4 separate regions of the Mus musculus genome follow, and regions 2, 3 and 4 are each linked to region 1. A link is a contact called in public HiChIP or PLAC-seq data. All regions are on one chromosome and are shown on one strand. Each heading gives the region's core, a stretch centred on a gene start, on an enhancer-like site or on the middle of the called end of the contact. The rest is flanking DNA. Distances are from core to core; before and after follow the strand shown. Region 1 holds the start of Cggbp1 (CGG triplet repeat binding protein 1). Region 2 holds the start of Vgll3 (vestigial like family member 3). Region 3 has its middle 50 kb from the start of Pou1f1. Region 4 has its middle 100 kb from the start of Pou1f1.

The links. HiChIP or PLAC-seq counts read pairs in DNA pulled down with a chosen protein or histone mark.
Region 2: a contact with region 1 is called in a CTCF HiChIP or PLAC-seq map of the NIH/3T3 cell line, with 5 read pairs. The contact joins the promoter of Vgll3 here to the promoter of Cggbp1 in region 1. A contact is called at or near these places in 5 of 39 promoter capture datasets (the 3T3-L1 cell line, 3T3-L1-derived adipocytes, hippocampal neurons and 1 more), 1 of 15 datasets of contacts at CTCF or cohesin (the NIH/3T3 cell line), 1 of 484 Hi-C or Micro-C datasets (embryonic stem cells) and 1 of 9 other capture datasets (adipose tissue).
Region 3: an H3K4me3 HiChIP or PLAC-seq map of craniofacial prominence shows a contact between it and region 1, with 6 times the contacts expected there. The contact joins the enhancer-like site here to the promoter of Cggbp1 in region 1. A contact is called at or near these places in 15 of 39 promoter capture datasets (the 3T3-L1 cell line, 3T3-L1-derived adipocytes, the C10 cell line and 9 more), 1 of 484 Hi-C or Micro-C datasets (B cells), 12 of 115 datasets of contacts at active chromatin or transcription factors (the 230-238 cell line, the NIH/3T3 cell line, astrocytes and 8 more) and 1 of 9 other capture datasets (adipose tissue).
Region 4: an H3K4me3 HiChIP or PLAC-seq map of bone marrow-derived macrophages shows a contact between it and region 1, with 4 times the contacts expected there. The contact joins the enhancer-like site here to the promoter of Cggbp1 in region 1. A contact is called at or near these places in 6 of 39 promoter capture datasets (the C10 cell line, hippocampal neurons, neural stem cells and 2 more) and 4 of 115 datasets of contacts at active chromatin or transcription factors (bone marrow-derived macrophages, embryonic forebrain and epiblast stem cells).

Annotation. Positions count from the first base shown.
Region 1 is chr16:64,850,681-64,853,317 of GRCm38.p6, forward strand. It overlaps Cggbp1 (CGG triplet repeat binding protein 1), which reads left to right and starts at 1,321. Exons shown (of 3, transcript NM_178647.3): 1 at 1,321-1,556; 2 at 2,119-2,345. It overlaps Zfp654 (zinc finger protein 654), which reads right to left and starts at 1,043. Exons shown (of 9, transcript NM_001347245.1): 1 at 787-1,043. The coding sequence starts at 972.
Region 2 is chr16:65,813,855-65,816,491 of GRCm38.p6, forward strand. Vgll3 (vestigial like family member 3) reads left to right here and starts at 1,335. Exons shown (of 4, transcript NM_001368760.1): 1 at 1,335-1,904. The coding sequence starts at 1,779.
Region 3 is chr16:65,469,530-65,472,166 of GRCm38.p6, forward strand. No RefSeq gene overlaps it. Among named protein-coding and RNA genes, the nearest start is that of Pou1f1, 50 kb to the right of the region's middle. Within about 2 kb of position 1,297, at least 13 of the 459 cell types and tissues checked have an H3K27ac peak or open chromatin away from gene starts, as enhancers often do. A contact at or near this core is called in bone marrow-derived macrophages, craniofacial prominence, hematopoietic stem and progenitor cells and 1 more, where this site is marked.
Region 4 is chr16:65,415,040-65,417,676 of GRCm38.p6, forward strand. No RefSeq gene overlaps it. Among named protein-coding and RNA genes, the nearest start is that of Pou1f1, 100 kb to the right of the region's middle. Within about 2 kb of position 1,327, at least 1 of the 459 cell types and tissues checked has an H3K27ac peak or open chromatin away from gene starts, as enhancers often do. A contact at or near this core is called in bone marrow-derived macrophages, where this site is marked.

The sequences.
Region 1 (2,637 bases), core at 71-2,570:
TTTAAAGGCTGGGGGAGGGGTGGTGTAACGAGGGCAATAGTTTCAGGAAAAACGACTTTCTCTGTAGTCAGACAATTAGGAAACAGTGTGCTTGTCAGAGAAGGGGGTCAAAAAAAGGGAAAGATGACAATCACTCCTATAAGGTTCCACACGGAAAACACCCCCCCTCCCAACACACACACACCTGGTGGGGGAGGGGAGTAGCTAACGGTGGGACAGTGCCAAGGCCAACGGAAGAACTGGTCCAGAGGGACCTAGTGAGGGAATGACAGGCGACCCTAGCAGAGGGGGAGGGGTGGCGATGACAGGAGGGCAGGCAGTGGGGTGATAGCATGCTTGGCGTCTCTGAAAAAGAGAATGCGGGGGAACCTGGGTAACAGAGAAAGACGGGAGAGCCCAGCAGAAGTGAGAGGGACCGGGTAGTGAACCTGAGAAAGGCGGGACCCTGGGGTACGAAGAGGGTCTGCAGGGAGGCACAGGCATGTCAGGACGGGGTGCTTTCCAGTTGACCGTCCAGCTCCCAGCCCACCACCACCACCGCCGCCGCGACAAACTCACTTTCTCCTCACCTCCAAGTCCGCAAGTCACCCCCAACCCCACTCCCCGTCGTCCCCATCGCCGAGCTCGGAGCGGTGCAGAGAGGGGACCGGGGCTTCCCAGACTCCCTCTCCGTCCCGCCGGAGGACCGGTCCCGGACACGACGCAGAGACCTGGGCCAGCAGGCCAGGAGCCACGCAGAGGCCCGGGAGCCCAGTGACAAGTCGGAGCGGCCGACGGGCGCCTCACCTGACAGAAGCGTCGGCAGTAATCCCGGCTGCTGATCCCGACGCCGCCGCCACAGCCGCCGCCGCCGGCCCCCCCTCTGCCGTCGCCCGCAGCTAGGAGCCCCACTGGGCCCGGGGGGGACTCCACAATGGCCACGAGCTCTTCTCCGAGGCGCTCGGCCTCTTGGTCGCTCTCTTCCTCCGCCATGAGGCTCTCGCCGCCCAGCGCGTACCCAGCCCCTGCGCCGCCGCCGCCGCCGCCGCTGCCGCCGCCGCTGCCTCAGCTAACCTCCTCCTCCTCCTCTAGTTCCCTCCCCCTTTCCCTCCGCCCCAGCCGGACAGGGCTACTCGCCTGGGCTCTACTTCCGGCTCCGCCCACCCACGCCCCCAGTTTTCACTGGAGGAAGGACACCGCCAATCATAGGCATGCCCGCCCTACCTTCCTATTGGTTACACTAGCCGTCTGTTTGCCAGGCCTGCCATCTGTTGGTCCACACTACTCGGCGGTTGCTGAGGACCGCCTACGAGCCCTGCCATAGGGCGCGCCGGAGGACGGGGCGCGGCAGGGGACACGGCGGCCGCGGCGGAGCTCGCTCGGGCGGCGGCGACGGCGGTGGCAGCGGCAGGAGCAGCGGCTGAAGCAGCGGCGGAAGCAGCGGCGGCCGCAACGGGATCTCCTTCATCCCGTTGCTCTGCCCTTTCTTCCTCCTCTCTTCCTTCCTGGCGAGGGCTCGTGCACTTCCCCTAACGGCGGCCCGCTCCTACGGTCCCGAAGAGCTGGGAAGGCGGAAGGTGGGCTTGGCCGTTGGTGCGGGCGGCGAGCCCAGGCCTTCGGGCCGGGCGAGGGAACCGGGGGCGGGGCCGGAGGTGGAGGAGGAAGGAGCCGGGCCAGCCTGACAGCGACGGCCTCGGCCGGCGCCCGCCGCCCCCTCCCCGGGGACAGCCACGGAGTCGGCGGCGGTGCGGCGGACTTCTCCGGGGCCCTCCGAGGGCGGCTGGGACGCGGCCTCGGCCCCGGCCCCGGCCCGCAGGCGGGGTCGCGGCGCCGGGGCGCCACCTCGGCCGGCGCGGCGGGAGGAGGCTGTCTAGACGTCCGGCGGCCCGCGCCCGCCTTCCCCGCCCCCACCGGAGCCTCGGGCCTGCGGAGCGCGCGGGCCGCCGGGCCACCCGCCCCGGGGCGTGCGAGCCGAGCTGGCGTGGGGCTGGCTGGAGCTTCGGGATCGCGCACGGAAGGCGGAGAGAGACAGACACCTGTGTGCAGAGCGTGGCCCGAGCCGCTCTGCCGCGGGCCTGCGCCCTGCCTTTCCCGCCCCTCCACCATCTTCCCTTTCTGTTTGTTTTTTGTGTTTTACAGTAAAGACATGACTTCCCGGCGCCACCGGGAAAATAGGGTGCAAGCCCAGGAACTGTTTCCCCACCACCACCTGTTGAAAAACTGAGTCGAAGGCGTCTCCGGGGTCTGAACGAACGCGAAGTCGCTCGGATTGGATGCGTCTGTGGTTTTGCATCCAGAAAACTGTCACTACTTAATATCAAGGAAAAACAAACAAACAAACAAAAACCCGACTGGAAATTAAGCTGGTGAGTATTTCGACTTGAAAACTCAGTTTACTTTTGCTGTAGTAAATGGCTGTTTCGCTTTTGTTCCCTGGGTGCTCTATCTTAACTTCCTCATTTGTTTAAAATATTTCTGACTTCTGGAAACACTTTTACACGTAACCAACCTCCTCGCCTCTATGAGGTGGTTATTTTCATTGGCAGTATCAAGAATAGACCTTTCAAGAGAAAAGATCAGGAAAGTTCAGGCTTCACGTGGCACAAGAATTGCAGATCCCATTTCTGTAAGTTTGCAGTCAAAGAAAAATTCTAACTG
Region 2 (2,637 bases), core at 85-2,584, 960 kb after region 1:
GGGTGGTGGCTGTTGTTATGACTGTACCTCGCAGAACTGCCTGGAGAGAAGCTGTAACCATGAGCATAGATCACTGGAAAAGGGTCTAACCAGGCTATATCAACTTGGGACAAAGGAGTTATAATCACATAAAGTAAGTTCTACCAGAAAGAGTACAGTTTAAAATCTGAACTACATAAACTCTCTCTCTCTCTCTCTCTTTCTTTTTTTTTTTTTTTTTTTTTTGGTGGGCCTACATAAACTCTTAATAGTCATATTTTAAGACTTGATTGATAAAAATAATGAATGAGTGAAGAAATTCCATTATGGCATAACAAAATACCAAACACAATCTTGGTGTGAGTGTTAGGGGAGATATTGACATGCCCACACACATGAACTGTTCCCCAAAACAGAGGTGGTCCTGGTGGGAGGGCATAATGGCTTCAAAGTATGATCTTTGGTTTGTGTGTGTGTGTGTGTGATTTACTCTATGCAACATTAATGCATTCGACAAAGAAAGAGACATTTCTTTTGAAAAAGACTAGGCCTTTTGGTCCTTACTGAAAATTTTCTGTTTGTCAGACAGGTAAAGGTTGATTGAGTTAGATTTGATGATTTCACTGGAGTATAACTATATTTTTAAAAACAATTTTTTATTTCAATTTGTAGAAGGTTTTAAGCTACATGCATATAAACAAGACATTAAAATGGTAGCCAATTATTTGCTCTTGCTGTATTCAAGCCAGCTTATAAAGGCCAGGAAAGATATATATACATCGCCAGGATGCCAATCCACCAAGATGTGCCTTTTAAGTGAAGATGTTGCAAGGAAACAACTATTGTTAGCCTGTGGGCACTTCAAGGCACTGTTAACTTTCACTTTGGTCTATTTTTAATGGAGGAACTAAGCCCATATTTTTCCCCCGGCCTGTTTTATAACTCTCTTTATTTACACTTGGCTTTCCTCTAATCGGGTTCTAGCACCATCGGAGTTGATGCTCTCTGAAAAAACTCCCAGAACTTGGGCAACTCTGTCCAGGCCGCCAGGTGACTGAGACTGGGTGGGGAACCTTGGAGTTTTGAGGGCGCGGAGCCTCTCGCATACCAATCTCCTCCCACCAGCATCACTGGGCCCGGAGGCGGAGAGGGCTGCAAACTTCGCTCCAATCCGCAGCCGCCCTCCCCAGGGTCCCCCTGCTGGGCGACCCGCCCGCTGTGGACCTGAGTTGATGGAACTTTTCTGATAAACTGCTCCTGAGAGCTGGGGAGGCAAGCACCCCGCCTCCCCACATTCCGGCTACCCTGCCCCCGCCTCCCGGTCCTCGCCCAGCCGCCCGCGCTAGTGATAGGACGAGTCCCGGGCGTGCATTGTGTGTATGCAAAAGCACTGCTGCTCTCCTGGAGCGGCCCTAGCCCGGACTGGGTAGCAGCTGCTGCTGGTACTGCGGAGTACGCTCCTGTCTCGGATGCGGTTGCCTGAGCCTGAGCCCAGCGCTGTCATGCTCCTGCCGCGGGGCGGGCTGCAGCGTCGTCCCGTCGCTATATAAGCGCGAGCAGAGGGGGCACCCGGAGGGGCTGAAAATGAAGGTGCCCGCGCATGGGCCGCCGCTGATTGCCAACCCCTCCCGAGCTCGCTCCCGGCGCGGAGCCCGAGGCCGCCGAGGACCCGCCTTAGCCGCAGTAGCAGCTGGTTCAGCGACGCGGACAGCAGCTGCGGCGGCGGTGGCGGTGGCGCCCCTTGCGCCAGCGCTTAGAGCGGCGGCGGCGACTCCGGGGCCGCCGCTGGCCCCGCTGCCATGAGTTGTGCGGAGGTGATGTATCACCCCCAGCCGTATGGAGCGCCCCAGTATCTGCCCAACCCTGTGGCAGCTGCAACCTGCCCTACAGCCTGCTATCATCCGGCTCCCCAACCTGGCCAGCAGGTGAGTCACCAGCCCGGCAGCCTTCCGGGGGCGGGGACGAGGGGCACCGGGTATCGGTGTCAGGCTCATGCCGTGCCCCGCCGGGTCCCGAGGCGTGAAAGATGCTTTAGGACTTGCTGGGAACCATAGGAAGAAAAAGACACTCCCGGAAGGGCAGAACTGAGCATGGCAGGGCTGGGATCCTTGGAAAGGTTTTACCTGGCCGGGGGCTTATTTGAGCTGTGTCACCTGAACTCAGAGACTCTTGCTCCCAGCTTCGCTGGTCCTTAGGACTCAGTTCCCTGAAGCTCACGAAAGGCATCTGTCTTAGGACTGTGTGAGTAAACTTTTAACTCAAATACTTTGTTTCCTTGGGCAAGTAAAGTATTTCAGCGTTTTCTGGAGTAAGTGGCAGAAGTATGTAACTGAGGTAGCAGAGGGTACCTGAGAAGGGAGCTCACAGAGCTGGGACTGGGACAGTACTGGGACTTTGAGGGTGGAACACTGGTCGGATGTAAGACACATTCAGTGTTCCTAGAATTTATCCATTGCCTTTCTCCCTGCGGCTGTGATTTAGACAGGGATTCTCAAAAGGCTCTTCATTGACTTTCTATTCCTAACAAAGCACAGAGCCTTCTGGTGTTCTTCAGTGGACTTGTGTTTCTTAGCCCAAGGTAGCCAGGAGTATCTGCATGCCTGGGCCCCACCCAGCCAAGAGACTGAAAATGTTGGTAAAAGGGACCTGGAAACTAGA
Region 3 (2,637 bases), core at 47-2,546, 620 kb after region 1:
ATCTATAAGCTAACAGTATTTGAACTCAATATCTTACCTTTCCTAGTAAAGAAATCTCTGTCCCAGCCACCAGTGGCAATTTATTCCACATATTATTCATAGCCAATCTCCTCTGCTTTTGAAATGCTGTATTTCTTTACTGTTATGTTTTTAGCCATGCAGCAGTTTACACATATATTGTAGCAGAATTTGCGTTCAAAGCTTTATGCCTCAGTTCATAATTTCTGGCCAGTTATAATCTGAATTTGTCTGCTTCCTTTCTCAGTCAATCACTCTAAAATGCTCCAAGTCACTATGCCCACTTCCTTACTTTCTTTTTCAAATTAACTTCCATCACCATCAATCTCCCCAAACCAGCTGTCAAACTTCAAGTGATGAAACACAAGGAGAACTTTTGCGCTCCCATTAAGATTGCCTGCAAAGGAGCTTTTGACAAATAACACTTCTCTTTTCTGCAAAAGAATTGCCCTCCTGTAGGCTCTAGGGTTCCACGCCTGCCTGGCTTTCTTGCTTACCTATTTGTGTACCTCTACCGTCAGGTTTTCTGTCTCATTTTCTGGTTCTGTCTTCTCAATTTAACTTCAAAATTCAGAATTCCCCAAGATAACACAAAACAATCCTTCCACTTACCCAACCTCCATTTTATCATCAGAGGACTGTTTTTTTTTTTTTTTTCCTCTTGTGGCTGCAAATATCATTACTATGGTGATGGTTTCTACAATTTTAATTTAGATAAGACCACTTTTGTAAGATGCATGTTCAATTCCTAGTTGAAATCTCTACTCAGAAATATTTAATCCATATCTATTTTGATCTGTCTTCCAGCTTTACCCTGTCTTCACTCATGAGATAAAATTCAACATATTTCCCTTCTCAGAATTATAGAAAACACATTTGAAACTTTTCTAATTCCAATTCATCACAAAATTATTAATATTTTTTGGCATTCACCATCTACCACACCATGCTCACAAACAATATTATTTTTTTCATTACTCACCATTAGCTAAAACAAAGAAGGAAATTGGCAGTAGAGAAAGTTTAACCAGTTTTAAAGGGCACATAGTTCAGAAAGAACATACCCGAGACTTTAGGTCAGACTCTTAACTTTCAGAATTCATTATTTATTACTATCATACTGTGTCTCAGCGTATAATAAAATCTTAAGTAACATGGTCATAGGACTTCTTGTGAGCCAGGTTTAATTTCAAGTGTTTAAACAATATTAAATCATATGGGGAATACATTGTCATTACTTCTGCTTTTATATATCAGAAAATGACATGGAGAGGTTAAGTAATCATCGCAGGGCCAGTAAAACACAGAAATAGAATTCGCAGGCTCCAGAGTCTGTGTTCTTAATCACAAACATATGTTTCCTTCCCTCCTCTTGTGGCTTCTATATCCAACATTTGTGTCGATGTTTTTAAGGCTCAGGTATGAGAGATTTTTAGGAAGGAAGCTAGAATACACAACTTGCTATGAAGCTAGAAAACATAATGCAATTTATTAAAGTTGGATGGGTTCAGGCAGTTGAGAAAAATATTTTTAAGATAATTATTAAATTGTCTGAGCCAAGCCAAGAGAAATGGAGTCTTCAAGGTAGCAAAACCACCATGAATTCAGCTGCATATGTAGCAGAGGATACCATTGTCTAGCATCGATAGGAGGGGAAACCCTTGGTCACGTGAAGGCTCAATTCCCCAGTGTAGGGGAATGCCAGGGTGGTGAGGTGGGATTGGGTGGGAGAGGGAGCATCCTCATAGAAGTAGGGGGAGGGGGTAAGAGACAGGAGTTGCAGAGGTAGAACAGGGAAAGGGGATCACATTTGAAATGTAAATACATAAAATATTCAATAAAATGTTTTTAAAAAGGAAAATAAGCAACACAAAACATATTACAGCATATGCACTGAGTGTGCCACTATTATGAGCATATGGCACAGACATAACCAGGCAGAAATATGAATAATCTGTTCCTCTTTTCATGGGATATAGAGAAGGCAAAGAGGGTTATCAACATGATAAACTATCTGCAGGTTGTCTAAGGCTAAGATGCATATTCACTGACAACTCAAGTAAACTGTCCAGTAAATCCTGAGAATTCCACCCAGGTTCCTCACTGGGGCTTAAGGTCAAATGAACAAATTAGGCAACAGATTTGAGAGAGCATAAAACATGTGAGACTTCAATCCCATGTATCAACAACAAGAGAATTTATCACCAGGGACCATCCAGCAGGTGGCATGTTGAAATCTTTTTCATGTCTCTCAGATTCATATAATTTGGAAGAGAAAAAAAATAGGATTTACTTTTGAAATGGTTCTATCTTGAGTCCATGTTTTGCTGAGATTTCATATCAGGATCCAGATTAAACACTACAAAGCATATTTATAAAATTATAAAAATGAAATATCTAATATAAAATGCTGAAATGGGATCAATGCATTTACAAATGATTTAAATGTGTCAACAGAAGGATGGACAGCAGAGTAAGAACTAGAAGTTATATTAGATTTCATGTTTTTTTAAAGAAAATCAAAATTAACCCATAAAAAAATAAGCAATATACATGTTAAGAGGCCACTCTTTAAGATCAGTACATTTATAAAGCAAAGAATTCACAGGTTTTCAAAGT
Region 4 (2,637 bases), core at 77-2,576, 560 kb after region 1:
ATCATTCCTATACCAAAGAAGTTAGCATGCTAGCACATAGGGATAAAGCTTTTTGTAGGCACTTGTTAGACTTCTCCATGTTCAATGAGATGTGTAGTAGTTGCTTCAGCAATAGCATCTTGTCATCACTTTCTGGAGAACAACATACAGTCTTGGTAAAAGCTAGGAATGTTTGGAGGTTCCCATGGGACTCCTTTGGCCAAAATCTTCAGTGGATATGAGGCAATACTAGTACTGGAAATCTCATTTGGTGACATGAAATGGGCAGTTAGGGTTCTGTCTCCCAATTATTTGGAGATTTCATTTAGATTCCTGTCATGCATGTATCTGTTTTAGAAAGCTCCTACTATATTATGTGTCTGTACTTTGCCTCAAATGGCCCTTAATTTTAGCTGTCTCTCCCAGTCTTTCCTCATTGGTCCCTGAACTGGCTGGTTTTCTGTGTCAACTTGTCACAAGCTGGAGTTACCACAGAGACAGGAAATACCTCCATGAGATCCAGCTGTAAGGTATTTTCTCAATTAGCAATCAAGGGTGGGAGAGCCCAGCTCATTGTGGGTGGTGCCATCCCTGGGCTGGTCATCCTAGGTTCTATATGAAAGCAAGCTGAGCAAGCATGGGGAAGCAATCCAGTAAGCAGCACCCCTTCATGGCCTCTGCATCTGCTCCTGCCTCTAAGTTCCTGCCCTGTGTGAGTTTCTGTTGTGAGTTCCTTTGGTGATGAACAGCAACTTGGAAATGTAAGCCAAATAAATGTCTTCCTTACCAACTTCCTTCTTGGTCATGATGTTTGTGCAGGAATACAAACCCTTACTAAGACAGTCACCATTTCCCCACCCCACCCCTGTCTCCACTTGATCCTCCTATTCTAGTATTCTCTCATCCATCCATAGCTATTTATGTTATTTTTTTCCTTAGGGAGATCTATCTGTGCCCCTCTAAACTTTCTTTTATATCAATCCTCTATGGTTTTATGGATTCCAACTTGACTTAACAGCAAGCATTCACATATAAGTGAACAAACCATATTTTCCTTTCTGGGTCTAGGTTACCTCACTCTGGATGTTGTTCTTCTAGATCTATTCATTTACCTGGGAATTTCATGATTTGTTTTTTATTGCCTTAATAATATTCCATTATGTAAATGTACCATATATTCTTTATCTGTTCTTCTGTTGAAGGAAAGCTAAGTTGTTTACAGTTTTGGGCTATTAAGAATAGAGCAGGAATAAGCAGGGTTGAGCAAGTGTCTCTATAGCAGGATGATGTGTTCTTTGGGCACATGTCCAATAGTGGTATAGCTAGATTTTGAAGTAGATCATTACTCTCATTCTTGAGGAACTGCCACACTGATTTCGATGGTTTCCAAACAAGTAAGCCAGGCACGGATGAATGTTGCTTCCCATCCTTGCCACGATGAGTTGTCCCATTTTTTTTCCATTGTAGCCATTCTGCTGCTTATTAGATGAAATCTAAAAGTAGTTTTGTTTTTCATTTCCCTGATGACTAAGGATGTTGAACATTTCTTTACGTGTTTCTCAGCCATTTGAGTTTCCTCTTTTGAGATTACTCTGTTTAAATATGTACCCCAGTTTTAAATTGCATTGTTTTCTTGTTATCTAATTTTTGAGTTCTTAAAAAAATATTCACTATTAGCCCTCTCTTGGGCGTGTAGTTGGTAAAAATGTTTCCCTCTTCTATAGGCTGATGCTTTGCTCAAAGGATGGTCCCTTTCATTTCATGCAGTCCCATAAATTTTCACTCCTTTGTAGAAAAAAATATTTAATTTTTCCTTAATTTCTATTTTTCTTTTAACACAGAGTTGCTCATTTTCCATCAATTTGTAAGCATTCTGGTGTTTATGTTGGTTGTTTTTTATATCCAATAGTATTAATTGATTATAATCAGATAGTGTGTGTAATGTTATTTCAATATTCTTCTCTCTATTGAGTCTTGTTTCTGAGTATGTGGTCCACTTGATGCAAAGTTCCATAAGCTTCTGAGAAGAATACATACACATTTGCGTTTGGATAAAATTTTCTGTAGAAATCAGTTACTTCTATTTGGCTTATAATGTCAGTTAGTTCTAGCATTTTTTATTTTTGGCTTTGTCTGAATGATCTGTCCTTTGGTTAAAGTGTAGTATTGAGGTCTCCTGCTATCCATATGTGAAAGTCAATATGCTGTAGTAATCAATTAATCACAGTCATATATTTTAACATACTTTAAACAGCTCAATGGTTGGGCCACTTCCAAACATCCATGCGGCCAGCACATTCTCCACTCCAATGCTCCTGAGCTATTACTGACTAAAACCTATATTCCATCTTTGCTGCCCTGGTCCCAGACCTGCAGCCCTCCTGGACCACAGTCCCTGCCTCTTACATGCTGGCTATCTCTCTGTTCTGTAGTTCTCAGGTCTGGCAGCTATTCCTCTCCCTGTATGATGATTATCTCCTATCCTCTTCCATCACTCCCTTGCCCAGGAATCCTAAAAGTCCTGCCTCTGCCTCCCAGCCTAGCCATTAGCTTCCAGGAGCTTTATTTACCAATCTACTAGGAGCAGGGTCCCTCAACATCTTACATGTAGATGTGCTGATTTCCTTGTAATTTGGGGGACCAAATTAACATAATATA